Regions from separate parts of the Mus musculus genome. Here regions 2 and 3 are each linked to region 1. The links are chromatin contacts, called in public Hi-C and promoter capture Hi-C maps. All regions are on one chromosome and are shown on one strand. The core of a region is the stretch at or near the end of the contact, and the rest is flanking DNA. Distances in the headings are between cores, read along the strand shown.

Region 1 (5,056 bases), core at 1,589-4,088:
TCTCTGTGTAGCCCTGGCTGTCCTGGAACTCATTCTGTAGACCAGGCTGGCCTCAAACTCAGAAACCCACCTGCCTCTATGTCTTTTTTCATATTCTACTTATTTTCATGTTATGTCTATGTATGCTTTGCCTGCATACAGATTTTCATACCACCTGAGTGCAGCGTCTTCAGAGGCCAGAAGAGGGAACTGGATCCTCCCTCCCCCAGGAACCAAAATTACACATATTGTGAGCTAAGGGTGGTGTTAGGAGCTAAACTCATGCCCTCTGGAAGAGCAGCCCACGTTCATAACCACTGTAGCTCTCTAGTTTTAATAACAACAATAACGATAATAATCAAATAAAAATTCATTCTCCTTTCTCAGCTTCTCAGATTGCTTTTATCTTAAGTTCAAGGTTATCCCATAGTCATTGAAGCCTCATCTGGGGCTTTTCCTCTGTACATTTCATTTAGGTGGTGTCTTTGCAGGGTCTTAAGGAGATCTCCTCTTTGGTATCTTATTGGCTGCTTATTTTATCCAGGTATCCCAGGCATTATTATAGCTTTCATTCCTAGAAATTGGATTTGTGTCTCTCTATGATATTTTGATACCTTTATTGATGAACAACTGAAATATCTCAAATTGTCATGTATTAAAGTATTAGGTTTGGTGGAGTCTTGATTTATGTCAACCCAACCAACAACTACAATCAATATGGTGAATGTATTCTTTACGTCCCATGAAGCCGAAGGAGGACTCTGTGAGGTCAGCGCTCATCTCCCACCTTCTGTTGCCAAATTCCACAGAGCCATGCTAGGATGCTCACAGCAGAGAAGCTTCACCCACATGCTTCTGAGGAGGAGCTTGTTCAGAGTGCCTCGGCCTTCTGGACTCCACCACCGATTCCCCTTCCAGCAAAGCAAGTGCCAGCAGGCACCTCATCACAAGAAGCACCGGAGTCATGTTTTAAAGAGCAGGCCTTTCCACCCTTACCTGCATCTGTACTGCTCTTCCCCAACCAACACACCACCACTCACTACAACATGGCTTTATTATTTTCTGCTGCCCTCCCAGCCAGAGTATCAGCTGCTGAGGCTCAAGTACCCTTGACTTTGTTCTCTTGTTAGTGCCCAGCACCTTGCCCAGTGCCTGCTATACCCTGTGCTTTCCATAAGGACTGTTTCAGCGAATAAATGAACGAGTGTATGTTCAGTGATCCAAGAATGATAGTACTGTGGTCAAGAACAGGCTGAGGAGCTGAAGAGATGGCTGCAGGTTAAGAGAATACTACTCTTCCAAAGGACCTGAGTTCAGTTCCCAGCATTCACACTGTACAGTTCATGACTGTCTATAGTCCATCTCCAGGAAATCTGGTGTATTCCTTTGGCTTCTATGAGCATGTGCACACACACCAACAGTTAAAGAAATAGAGGCCATGAATTTGAGAGAAATAAATGGAAAGGGTTGAAAAGAGGGAACATGATCTAATTATATTTATATATAAGAATTAATAGTAGTGCATGATTTTAATCTCAGTGTTCAGGAGGCAGAAGCAGGAGGATTTCTGTGAATTTCAGGCAAGCCTTGTCTACATAATGAGTTCCAGGACAGCCAGGGCTGCTTCCTCCACCCATCCCTCCCGCCAAAACTGCCTACCTCCTGTGACTTTGACAAAGCAAAACAGAAGAGAAATTCCTCCCTAGAGCAGATGAAGGCTGGGTCTTTTCAGTGAGGAGGGCACCAGCTTCTGGTTGCCCTGATGGAGTGAGCACTGTTCACACAGAAGGCTATTATATACTTACACTATGCTACAAAAACAGAGTCTTTATATTAAACCAGGCTCTGGAAATTGTAAATGCTATTGATTTATTGAGTTCTCCTCAATAAATCAGAAGAAACTGTTTTCTCCTGTTTCTTAGAGAAAGAGTAACTTATTTATTTCCATTTTGTGTGTTTTTAGGGGACATTCCTGTGGCAGTCAAACTTGCATGAATCAGTTCTCTCTTTCCACCATGTAAATTTCCGGTGTCAAACACATACCCAGAGATTTGGTGTAAAATATTTTAACCCACTGAACCAATTCACCAGTCCTCTTAACACTTAAACAAAAATTGGTGTGAGCGGTGTAATAATTTGGTGAGAAAACAGCTTGTCTTACAAGTGTATGGTCTTCCACTTCACCTGGGCTACTCTCCAGATGTAAATGCTAAATTACAAATAAATACGGCTATTAACCCTTATCGCTCTGAGTCCGGCAAAGAACAGATTGTCTTGAAATAAACAGCATAACATTCTGTCTTAAATACAAAAGATTTAGGGGTAAAAGGAGAACAAGAAGGGCTACTATTAGGTGACCAGAAAGGACCGAGATTGCGGAGAAGGACCCATGAGTTCCTAAAAGAGAATACAAAGCTAATTGTCTAATTTTAAGTCTGTCATGAAATTTTCGAGGTTTGTATAAGCACGTGGTAGATAAGTACATAAAATTGTAACTGACAGTGAACGTATAAAATCCAAAGCCAAGCTCCATTGCTTCAGAACGACTGTTCTAATTGCATAGAAGTTTACGGAGCTGTAAAGACTTTGGGTTGGGGCAGGTGTTTGGCTACATTAATCTAATTGCCTGATATTTTTTATTCGCAATTTCTTTACAGAAAGATATTTTTATTGAAGAATAAACAGGAGACTTTTGAAATTATTTGTTTAGACCGAGAAGAGATTTCTAGACTAAACCTGCAACGGAGGAGTGTATTCTCAAACGGTACCGCGACCGCGCTCAACAAGCAGGTTTATTCGATGCGCTCGACGCTCTTTCGCCGGCGCGGTAGCCCCGCTGCAGTAGGAGTCTGCGCTCTGGGCTCGACTGAGGCGCCCTTGTTGCTCGCGCTTTTCTCTCCTTCTCCAAGATGGCGGCCGTCGGCGGCGCTGAGGCGGGATCCGAGCGAGCCGAGTGAAGGTAGCGGCGAGCGGAGCCCCCACCAGACCCGTCCGGACCCCCACCCCGGGGCGGCAACGGCCCCGCCCGGCCTCCGCCCACCGCTCCGGCCCCCCGACACCGTCCGGGAGGCGCTTCAGGCCCGCCGCGGCCTAGCTCGGGGGCCAAGCCGGGAACTGGAGTAGCGGCTGCAGCCGCCCCGGGGAAGGGGCTCGAGCGGGCCGCAGGAGGAAGGCGGCGGGAGCTGTTCAAACGGGGAAGGCGGGAAAGCTGCGGGGCCGGGAGGGGGCGTGCGGCCGCCCCAGGGACCCGCGGCCCGCGCCGCCCCTCCCCCTGCGCCGCTGTCTGGGCGCTCCGGGGCGCCGGAGGCCGACGGGACGTGGGAACACGGGTCGGGCGGAGCGCGGCATGGGAGCCGGGGCGCGGGCTACCTGGGGCTGTCAGGAAGAGAGGTCCCGGGCCGGCGGGCGGGAGGGCTGGGCGCGCGGTGAGCGGCGAGCGGGAGAGGATGCCCGGAGCTTCCTGCGCTGCGCAGAGCTTTGTTGAACTAGCGGTTGCAGCAGACCTGCCGAGGTTATCACAGCGGGGACCCCGGGAACGGTGGTCTTGGGGACTGTATGGATAAACGATCTCGTATTGTGTGTGTTCTTTGCGTGCGACTCAGTTTGAACATGCCTTCTTAATTGGAGTCATCTCCATACAGGCCCATTTCCCCCTCCACAACCACTACTTGTAGGTTCACTTTAGTTTATATCATATAGCAGACAAGATATGTCTACCACCCACCCACCCCACCCTTGTTTCCAGTACTGGCTGATTCTATACCCTCGTAGCAAAATACATTTTTAAAAACTGCATCCAAAGTAAAGCCTGTTGATTATGGCTTGTCAAAATTTGGATCGCTGAACTCGTGGAACCGAGTATGTTATCAGCCAATCTGTGCAGTGGTCGTGGTTCCAGTTAGCATTGCAGTGAGAAGATTCAGTGCGCCTTTCTGGCTATGGAGATCTCTGCAAGTTGCGAAGCTGGCAGGGGCTGGAGTGCTGCATAGGTGGGTCCTTGGAAAAGGGTGTGGCAAGAACTCCAACAGATCCAAGAAGGAAGGAAACCCACTGAAGTAAGAATTCACCTGTGCTATCCTAGAAGTAGCAACAAAATATCAGAATCTGCCAACAGCTGGATGTGTTTCTTCCTTTGACTGCATGGACTGGCAATCTAAGTTCCTAAAAACAGCCTTGGAGGAAACTCCCGTCTGGAGGAGACAGACCTTCCTTGCCCAGTTTACTGGGTGGATTTTCTTTCTTTTTCAATTCTCCGATCTGTTCTGGGATGATGATAACGATTAGCGATTGCTGGAACTGAGATTACCTCCAAAAACTTAGTTTCTGAAACTTTTTTTATAGTTAACGCTTTGAATTTCCAAAATAACAAAATTCTACCTTTGAAGATTTTAACTTTTTTCATAATTACTTGTTATCCCAAAAGCCTGTGCTGAAGTTTTATTTTCAAGTGGAATTAACAGCCTGCTTCTCCTTTCTTATACCCTGAAGAAAAGCCTTGGAAGAGCCGAGCCACGGTGTTCACGTTTTCTAAGCATTCGCTATCTATAATGGCATAAACAGTATTAAACAATGAATGAGCTTTTCTATGCTGTCATGTTTTTGCACACTAAGACAAACACTAACTGTAAGATTATCCTGCCCCAAGAAGTTGACAGCATAGAATTTTGTAAACTCCAAAATTATGGAATTCAAGAGAATGGGTTTTAGCACCTGTTTTGTGTTTGCTAACATTTGATGTAGTTGTTTTCTGATGTGAAAATCAAACCTAAATTTTTGATCTTCATTAACTCTCCCAATTTACTTTCTACCCCTGAGCCCTCAATTTAATTTGAGACATAGTGTTCATCTAATCTTGTATGAATGCTCCTGAACTCTGCTTTCTTTCACACTGCTGCTTGAGACCTTTTCCCCCTCCCTGGTACTGTCTTTTTCTTGTGAGGCAGCCACCATTTAGGGCCCATCAGTCTGCCCATCCTGGGAATATTCCATAGTATTTCTCAGGTTCTGGGCTGCCCTACATATTGGACTTGTGTTCAGGGTTCACTCACTTTTCCTACAAGCATCTAGTCTTTGTTTG
Region 2 (5,056 bases), core at 1,228-3,727, 6.2 Mb before region 1:
GTCTTAGTGTTCTATTGCTGTGAAGAGACACCAATGCCAAGGCCAACTCTTATAAAGGAAACATTTTAATTAGGGCTGGCTTACAGTTTCAGAGGTTTAGTCCACTGCCATCATGGCAAGGAGTATGGCAGCATGTAGATAAGCTGCTCAAGAAGTAGCTGAAAGTTCTACATCCTGATCTGCAGGCAGCAGGAAGAGTGAGACTCCAGCCAATGACACACCTCCTTCAAGAGGACCACACCCCCTAATTTTTTTCAAATAGTTCCATTCCCTGGTGACCAAGGATTCAAACCAATGAGCCTGTGGGGACCATTCTCATTCAAACCACCTGTGAATTTTCAGAACTCCTATTCCCTCTTTGGTCTCTCTCTCTCTCAGATTTATTTATTATTCTATGTAAGTATACTATAGTTGTCTTTAGACACACCAGGAGAGGGCACAGATCTCATTACGGATGGTTGTGAGCCACCATGTGGTTGCTGGGATTTGAACTCAGGACCTTCAGAAGAGCAGTCAGTGCTCTTAACTGTTGAGCCATCTTTCCAGCCCCTTTGGTTTCTCTTTTTTGTTCTTTGCCTTGTTTAGTCTGACACTGCCTACATAAACCAGGGTGGCTGAGCCATCTTTCCAGCCTCTTTGGTTTCTCTTTCTGTTCTTTGCCTTGGTTAGCCTGACACTGCCTAAATAAACCAGGGTGGCCTTGAAGTGACAGAGGTCCACCTGCCTCTGTTCCAAGTACTGGTATAAAAGGTTTGAGCCACTATGGCCAGCTAAATTTTCAGACTTCCTTTAAAAATTCAGGATAACCAAACTTGAGTTTGACATTTTTTGGTGTTTTACCTAAAACGACACCCCTCTGTCTCTGCACTTTTTGAATCAGCACACTAATTCACCACAAATTTTTACTACTTGTTTATAAATTATTCATTAGCAAGCCTGTATTTTTACATTTCTATAAATAAGATCGATATAAAACAATAAAGGAACTTAAAAGAAAGTTCATTCAAAGCTTAATATGAATGAGATGGTTTGGCCAGGTCTCACCTTGCCTTGGATGATATGTTCACGGTAGGGAAGCCACCTGAGCTTCTAGGATCACAGAACAAAAGAGAGCAACAGATCAATGCATTTGCCAGCATAGACATCGGGTAGCTGGGCTAGAGAAAGGTTGGGAAACCTCTTCCATAAAGACCAGGTATTATTTCATTCTTAACTTGAAGGTTACTGGAGCTTCAAGTCTTCCAGGCTTAAAGATCCCTCCTAAAAAGCTTATCTGGAAGAAGACAGTTAGGTCAGATATCAGAGATGATGTAGATGTTTATTGCCCCAAATAGTTTTGTTTCGTAGCCTATGTCCCTTCTCTTCACAAATAATCTTTGACATAAACAAAGCTTCATCCAAGAACTGCAATTCACTATTGTAATGTTTATATTCATATTTATTTTTAATATCTGTATTTTTTACTTAAATAAGTAAATTCCTAATTTCTTTGTTAAAGAAAAAAAAATTAATCAGAACAGGCACATGTCCTTAATTCCAGCACTTTGGAGATGGAAGTCAGGAATCAGGAGTTTAAGATCATCCTCGTATACTTGCCAAGTTTAAGGTCAGCTTGGGCCATGACCGAATGTCTCAAAGGAAAAAAGAAAAGAAAACCAGCTCTGAATTCTTCGATGTCCTGGTTTTAAGTGGCAAATGATGGCTACAGTTGATAGGAACTATATACAAACACCTATAAGAAATATATATATATACATGCACTTAGACGGAAAACCAAAGCTAGCAATTCACTTTCCGGACACTTCCAATTCAATAAATGAATATTGCCTTGTCAACAGAACAGGGGGACTGTTTTGTTATTGTGGTTGTTCAAATGCAAAACCAAAGCCAGGATTTCGGTACCGATTTATACTGCAGCTATTTTCCATTGTTCAAATGATCAAAGTTTTTTTGTTTTTTTTTTGTTTTTTTGTTTTTTTTTGTTTTTGTTTTTGTTTTTTTTTTTAACTCTTGCAGAGCAGGTGGTTCGGACATCCAGCCGAGCATCTTCTAAATGCTAATTTTTCCGTATAGGAGAAAAAGAATAAGATTCAGGCGAAATAATGCCTGGGGCAGGGGCAAAGATGTTGGCAAAGCTCAAAAGCAACAGGCGATCCAGGGTCTTTCCGCATGCGAGGGTGGGGTCGTCTTGCACAGTCCAGGCCCAGCCCTCCGCGACACTTCGAAACTACACCTTAACCCTGGGCACCAGGTTTATTTACACCGAAGGACCGCCGCTCCGTGTCTGAGCGTGTCGCGGACCTTCAAACCCGGGCTGGAATCAAAGGAGAACGCAAGAACCTGGAGCACAGGGTTGCCGACTCTGACGCTTACTCCCAGGCGGTCAGCGGCGCGCTACCATCGACGGATGGCAATCCGAGTAATGAAAATCCAGGTCTCCGTAGTTTCCATAGGACTCTACAGAACCTCTGCGGCCTGTGGTTGGCTGGTCTCTGGGCATGCGCAGTGGCCACCTGGGGGTTGGCGGCGCCCTAGTGTCGCCTACTGGAAGGGCAAAAACCCGGGACCATGTCGGCCCAGGGCGACTGTGAGTTTCTGGTGCAGCGAGCCCGGGAACTAGTGCCCCAGGACCTGTGGGCAGCCAAGGCATGGCTGATCACGGCCCGCAGCCTCTACCCGGCCGACTTCAACATCCAGGTGAGTCAGACCCGGCGCGTCCGCACGCGCGGAAGAGAGCGTTTGGCCGAGCCCAGTGGCCCTGGGCGCTTTGCGCGGCCGCTGTCCCCCTCCCCACGTTGCTCCTACCCTGCTCCACAGGACAGTTGACCAACCTTTTCCCCAGCACCTGCAAAGGCGGAAACCATACAGTAAATCCGGGTCTGGTTGATCCTGTACAGTGCATCTTTGCCACTAGGGCCCAGGGCATTCATTCATTGATCATGGTAGCAGCCATCTGTTCAGTTGCTGCTTCTTTGGGGACGTTTCTACTCCACTTGATCCTAGAAGCCCTGCAGATGGGGTGAATTCTGGGCCACCAGGCTCTCATTTCCCTTCGTGGGTGTTCTGGGTGAAGGCCCACCTCTGAGCAGTGCTGCAGGTGGGCTGGAGCTGGACCAGCTACCACCGTGGAAGCCGTTGACCCTGTCTGCCTTGTTTCAGTATGAAATGTACACCATCGAACGGAATGCCGAGAGGACTGCCACCGCAGGGAGGTTGCTGTATGACATGTGAGTTAACTGGGATCGTTCTGGGAGCTATTGTTGATATCTGAAGGGGTCCTCTTCAGATATGAACAATTGATAGTAGCAGTCGGGGCTCTGCAAGATCATCCTCTTCCCTGGTACCCAGAATTCAGGCCTTAATTGCCAACAGGCGTTCTACAGAGACGACTTTTTAATTCTTGTATTTTAATCCCCAAATTTGTAGCCAGTGATTTATCATAGGCTCATTACAAACATTCAGACAGCAATTGATAGAATGAAATGTGAAATCCCTTCTAACCCAGAGCTAAGTTTTGTGTGTCTCCATATGTATACATACATACACTGGGTAGCTGATAAAAGCGAGGCCATTCTACCCTGAAGTGTACTTTCATAACCCGCTGTTGTGGACCCTCTGGGTCTAGTCTATAGAGACAACTGATGTTCTTAATGGCCATGTATCATTTTCTGGGTGCATGGTTAATTTCCAATTTATTTATGTTTGGAATGTCAGTGAGTAATTCTGCACCCATATTTTGATGTTTTGTAGCTAAGGGATATGTACAATTCATCATCTATCAAATTACTCTTTAAAAAGGATAGCCTAAATATCTGTTTCCACAAATTATATATATGTATGTATATATATATATATATATATATATATATATATATATATATACATATATATTTATATGTGTATATATATGAATTGGCAGTTTTCCACATTTTTGCCAACCTGTATATGTTCATCTCCTCCACCACCACCACCCCTGTTTTTCCTTTTCTTCCTCATGAGACAGAGGAACCTCACTTTATTGGGCAGGGTAGTGTTGAACTCAGACCCACTTGTTCCTCTTTTCTTAGCTGGGACAGAGGCTATGCCGCCACACCCCACCTGTATCATGGGGAAAATGATATCTTACTATATCATTGTTTCTTTTTTTCCCCCGAGACAGGGTTTCTCTGTATAGCCCTGGCTGTCCTGGAACTCACTCTGTAGACCAGGCTGGCCTCGAACTCAGAAATCCGCCTGCCTCTGCCTCCCGAGTGCTGGGATTAAAGGCGTGCGCCACCACCGCCCGGCTACTATACTGCTGGTGCCCCTCATACGAGTGTCGCTGCGACTGTTCTCTTTGGTTATTTCTGGCCTGTGGTTTACCTTTGTGAGTTTTGTTCTTGTTTTTCTTGTTGTTTTTAATAGAGTGTTATTTTTTTCTGTTGCTGTGACTGATAGAAAGCAGCTCAGAAAGGAAGGGTGTGTCCTGACTCAGGTTTTAAGGATACAGTCCATCCTGGTGGGGAAGGCATAGCAACAGGAGCTGGAGCTGACTGGTCACAGTGTAAACGGGTGAATGCATGAAGGCTCTTGGCTTGCTTTTGTTTTCTCTTTCTGAGACCACGTCTTTTGTGTCCTCTAGATTGCTGTGGGTTCAGATTTATTAAAGTATCTGAGGCCAGGAAGTGGTGGCGCACACCTTTAATCCCAGCACTTGGGAGGCAGAGGGAGGTGGATTTCTGAGTTCGAGGCCAGCCTGGTCTACAGAGTGAGTTCCAGGATAGCCAGGGCTACACAGAGAAACCCTGTCTCGAGAAAAGAAAGAAAGAAAGAAAGAAAGAAAGAAAGAAAGAAAGAAAGAAAGAAAGAAAGAAAGAAAGAAAGAAAGAAAGAAAGAAAAGAGCCGCTCCCCCCCCCCCAAAAAAAAAGTATCTGAGGATGACCTTGAACCTCTGATCTCATGCCTTTATGTCTCAAACACTGTGACTACTGGCATTCACCGCCACACCTGTGCTGTAGAATACAGGATTGGAACCCAGGGCTTTGTGCATGATAAGCAATCAGTCTAACTGAGCTA
Region 3 (5,056 bases), core at 1,170-3,669, 5.9 Mb before region 1:
AAAAAAAAAAAAAAAAGGCACTGACTGCTCTTTCAAAGGTTCCCAGCAACCACATGGTGGATGGTGGCTCACATCCATCTGTAATGGGATCTGATGCCCTCTTCTGATATGTCTGAAGACAGTGACCGTATGCTCATATAATTAAAATAAATAAATAAATCTTTAGAGGATTCACTTTTTAAAAAAGAACTATATAGAACTCTCTGTTTACATTCAATTACCTCTTTTAATACTTCCAGCAATTTTATCGAGGATTGAAGGATTGTTACATAGGGACCTGAGATGCACTCAAAGTAGACTTAGGTAACCTGGCTACATTTACTTCATTTGTAACATCAGCTGACTGACTTTTAGTTGAAATGCTTGGGAGCAGGAATGCTTTAGATCTCAAATTTCTTATTTTGCCTTTTTTTAAAAAGATTTTTAAAAGATTTATTTATTTTATGTATATGAGTACACTGTAGCTGTCTTCAGACACACCAGAAGAGTGCATCTGACCCCATTAGACTGGCTTTCAGTAAGGTTTATAACTTATCATCAGTGAGCCACCATGTGGTTGCTGGGAACTGAACTCAGGACCTCTGGAAGAGCAGTCAGTGCTCTTAACCACTGAGCCATTTCTCCAGCCTCTCAAATTTCTTTTTTTTTTAATTGTGAAATATTTACATAATATGTCTTGTATATAGGCTGTAAGTCTATAGATAAAACTCATTTATATTCCATACATACCTCACATATATAGCCCAAAGGGAATTTTATAACAACATAGTAATTGGGCTGGAGAGGTGGCTCAGCGGTTAAGAGCACTGGCTGATCTTCCTGAGTTCAAATCCCAGAACCCACATGTGGCTCACAACCATCATGATGGGATCCGAAGTCCTCTTCTGGTGTGTCTAAAGACAGTAACAGTGTGCTCACATACATACAAATAAATAAATCTTTAAAAACAAAACAACAACATAGTAATTTTGTGAATGAGGCAAAGATCCATGCTTCCCAAACTGATAAGTTATAAACCTTACCGAAGGCCAGTCTAGACATCCTCTTGTGTATTTATCAACAAATCTATGGGGAACTAACACAAAGAAGTTTTTCAGTATGTTGCTCCGTCATAGCAAAGTTCTTGTTTTCCTCTTCTGTTCTTATATTGTAAAGAGAACAACAATCAATTTACTGTGTTGTTCGTTTCTCACAGGCTGGTTTTTCTTTTTGTTTTTTTTGTTTTGAAACATAGTTTCACTATGTAGCTCTGGCTGCCCTGGAACTCAGACCTTCCTGCCTCTGCCTCCTGAGTGCTGCGTTTAAAGGCTTGCGCCATCACACCAAGCCAACCGCTAGCTAATTTTATCACAGCCAAAGAAAAGAAACTAGAACCCTTTGTGCGTTCTAACCTCTTAACTGGTTTTCCAATCTGTTCCTAAGGTGGTCTTCCACACCATATACTCTTCGGATATGCAAGAAAGCCAAGTCTGTTCGAAAAGATCCACGAAAAAAAAAGAACTTGGTAGTAGGATAAACTGAAATAAATTTCGACACAAAGTTACCAATCATGGGACTAGGTTTTCTATCTTCTGCTTTCCAAGGTGTTTTCCACAGCTTGATTATGAACCTCAGTTGTCTGTATTTTCTTATGCACGTTTTCCTATCTCTTCCTTCCCTACATTCCAATGAATCTTTCTTTTTCTCGTGAATCCTCTCTCTTGTGTCAATTTTGCCCTCTGGCCCCTTTCGCTTCTCTTTTCCCGCTCCCAGCCTCAGATCCGCGCTCCCAGCACTCTGGTCAGCTCCCTATGCGCCTAGCATGCGCGCGCACCCTGCACCGCCCCCGCAGAGCTCCAGTCACGAGTCTGGGGGCGGGGCGCCGCCGAGAGGGCGGGGCCTCTGCCGCAGCTTCGAAGCGCGCATGGGTGGGGCCGGCCGCACGGGCCTCCCTGCTATATGTGCGCCTGCGCCGCGCTGCTGCGGGGCCAGTCGGGACGGAGGAGACAAGATGGCGTTGCGAGCGATGCGGGGAATCGTGAACGGGGCCGCACCCGAACTGCCCGTGCCCACCGGTGGGCCGATGGCCGGAGCTCGGGAGCAGGCGCTGGCGGTGAGCCGGAACTACCTATCCCAGCCTCGTCTCAGTGAGTACGGGAAAGTGAGCGTGTCCACCAAGCCCTTGGCTTGTGCTCTCACCTGTTCAGCCAGCGGGGAGGGAATGGGATTCATTTCCCCCATCGCTCAGTTCACAAGCACCTCTCCAGCTTTGCGTGAGCTTTTCCGTGACTTCGGTGGGCCGAGCGTGAGAGCACCGACTGGAACCTTCCCATGGGCTAAGTGGGCTCCTGATGATTGCCCTACCCGCTCCGAGTTCTCTGGGTATTGTCAGACACTGGTCTGTCTCTGAGGGCCACTTCTTGTCACTGTCTTCATCTGCTCCTGGCCTCATTTAAATGTCTTCGGGTCGAGGGAACGCCTACTCCGTCCCCCTTTGCCCCGTGGACCTCTGGGCAGGTGGACCGTGCAGAAGGTGTAATGTCATCGCTGATGTGGGCAGGCCCCGCGGCTAGAGGGAGATGTGGCTTATTCTGTAGGGAACCGCTTCACTGGAGGACACCTAGATACCGGAGAACCTTAGAGCTGAAAAATACCCTAGTCGTGCAGTCCCACCCTCTCGTTTTACAGGCGAGACGCCTAAGGTTCTGGAAAGGAGAAGCCATGCCTGGCTTCAGACATCTAATTATTGGGAAAAGAGGAACCAAAAATCGAGTTTCTTAATCCTTTGCTTGGTCTTCTGTTGTTTATTCGTTTACTGACCAGCTAACCAAACGCAGTTAAATGGAAGGTTGCTTTCCACTGTTATGTTCATAGGCTTAAGTGTAGTGATCATAAAAGACCTCAATAAGCCATGTTTAGACAAGCCAGTCATTCCCAAATGGCTCTTGTTGGCTGAAGCTTTCGGTTGTATAGAATCAAACCTCTTCACGGCTCCCTTAAAGCCAGGCAGAGAGCTTTGAAAGAAGACTTTTTTTTTTCCTCTTTTTTAAGTATCTGTTGTTTTCCTGAAAATAAGGTTCCATTTGCACAGGTTAATTGGCAGCTTGGCTCTGTGGGTGGCTCATTGGTTAAAAGCGTTTCAGCTGAAGGGTTTTAGCTAGGCGCCCTCCAGCCTGACTAATCCTGTCCTGAGCTGTCAGTGGGTCATGTGATAACACTGCAGCGAGGGGAAGGGAAAAAAAAAACACACACACACACACATTGGAGAGTGGATTGCTGAGGTGTGCCTTTTAAGCATTTTTTTAGAATAATTGTTAAAATTAGAGAATGCCTGTTAGGGGTTCATGTGAGCCCAAGGAAACGTCGGGAAAACTGACAGATTTATACCTGAGAATTACAGAATCTCTAGAATTGCATTTGATATGTATGCTTTGCTCTGAGCAGAGCACATAGACACTGGTGTGGCTTCTAAGGGAAAAATGTTACAAGGTTATAGTAGTCTCTTTCCATATAACAAGTCATTCAGAGCCAATTCAGGGAGTGTCGACTACTCCATGGCGAAGGTCTTAAGCCCTTCAGGGATGAGTAGTGTTTCTCCACCATATCCATGTGCTTGGCCAATATTTGAAGAGTTTGTTCATAGGAGGATTCTGCTGACTAAGCTGTCTCTAAAAGTTGCATCTTTGTATCCCCAAGTTCACAGTGTCTGACTTAGGAAGTGCTCTGTAAATCCTATAACTTGGAATTCAATTTGTCCTAATAGTTAAGCGTGTATTTTTTTTTTAATATGGATAGGGTTTTTAAAAGGGAGTTGGTATACTGCATTTAAATATCATCTTTTACTATTTTTGCCACATTTTTAGTCAAATTTAAATATTAACTCAATTTTTTATTATTAAAGTTTGATGATACTATCAAAATAATTATAATTAATTGATACACACTCTTTGGAGTAATTTTGGCAGTTGCCCTGTGAAAATCAGATCCTGTTTTAAAACAACTTCAGGATTATTAAAAATTCTAGATATTATATGTACATAATATAAGAAATTACTCAGGCTGTTAAAAAGAAACGGAAAGTAAAATATTCAGGCTGGAAATTAGTAACTAATCTGGAGCACATCATTTGACTTTCTGACATCACAAGGTAAAAAAAAAACTTTGCCCTTTTAAACGTTAAGGAAGATCAACAATATCTTCAAAGCTATTAGAGCAAAATACTATGAGCTTGGTTGGGTTCACTTTTCTTGACCCAGCCAAGCTAACCTTAAGTTTCTTATGTCACAAAGCAGATCCCTAGCAAAAACCACAAGTGACTTTCCTTGCTTTACTTCTAGAGCATGTTCAGGTTAGTTCTCTGGTCTTGCACAATTGAAGGAATGGCTTTCTTAGCATTTGTTTTGCTATGAAGGTGGTGCCTAAAGAGCTAGGGTTTATTGTGCAATGGTTTTTGCTTTAACAATGTCGCAATCCTTAATGGTGTTAGTGTTGAACAACCTCTTTCCCTGCAGAAGGAAGAACTAATCATCTGATAGATTATGTGTGCTCACAGACTCCATCCCCCCCTACATATACATATACATACACATACACATATATGTGTATGTGTATGTATTTGTATATGTACATATATCTATGTGCGTGTATGTGTGTGTGTGTATATATATATATATACACATACATCTATATGAATGAATATGATTTGAGACAGGTTTCTCTGTGTAGCTCTGGCTGTCTTGCAGCTCACTCTGTAGACCATGCTGGCCTCAATCTGCCTGCCTGTGCCTTCCAAGCGCTGGGTACAAAGGTGTGCACCACCACTGCCTAGTGCTCTTTAAAATCTCCGTAATTCCTGGGGTTTTGTTTTTGGGTGTTTTTGTTTTTTTTTTTTATTATTGAGCAAGTTGTTTTTTGTTTTGTTTTGTGTATTTGAGAACGGCTATATAGCCCTGGCAGGCCTGGAACTCACAGAGCCCTGCCTGCCTCTGCCTCTGCCTCCAGAGTGCTGGGTTTAAAGTCATTACTCTCATGCCCAGCTTGTTTGTTTTACTCAGTATCCCTGGCAGGATTGGAACTT

What was found. Promoter capture Hi-C pulls out the DNA fragments that hold promoters and counts their contacts. Hi-C and Micro-C count contacts between places; a contact is called where the count stands out from the background.
Region 2: a Hi-C map of rod photoreceptor shows a contact between it and region 1, with 8 times the contacts expected there. The contact joins the promoter of Ints10 here to the promoter of Hmgxb4 in region 1. A contact is called at or near these places in 2 of 484 Hi-C or Micro-C datasets (CD4 T cells and rod photoreceptor).
Region 3: a promoter capture Hi-C map of pre-B cells shows a contact between it and region 1. The contact joins the promoter of Slc18a1 here to the promoter of Hmgxb4 in region 1. A contact is called at or near these places in 1 of 39 promoter capture datasets (pre-B cells) and 1 of 484 Hi-C or Micro-C datasets (CD4 T cells).

What each region holds. Positions count from the first base shown.
Region 1 is chr8:74,990,812-74,995,867 of GRCm38.p6, forward strand. It overlaps Hmgxb4 (HMG box domain containing 4), which reads left to right and starts at 2,839. Exons shown (of 11, transcript NM_178017.2): 1 at 2,839-2,938.
Region 2 is chr8:68,791,452-68,796,507 of GRCm38.p6, forward strand. It overlaps Ints10 (integrator complex subunit 10), which reads left to right and starts at 2,478. Exons shown (of 17, transcript NM_027590.4): 1 at 2,478-2,697; 2 at 3,160-3,227. The coding sequence starts at 2,569.
Region 3 is chr8:69,086,803-69,091,858 of GRCm38.p6, forward strand. It overlaps Slc18a1 (solute carrier family 18 (vesicular monoamine), member 1), which reads right to left and starts at 2,420. Exons shown (of 17, transcript NM_153054.2): 1 at 2,179-2,420. It overlaps Atp6v1b2 (ATPase, H+ transporting, lysosomal V1 subunit B2), which reads left to right and starts at 1,934. Exons shown (of 14, transcript NM_007509.3): 1 at 1,934-2,126. The coding sequence starts at 1,991.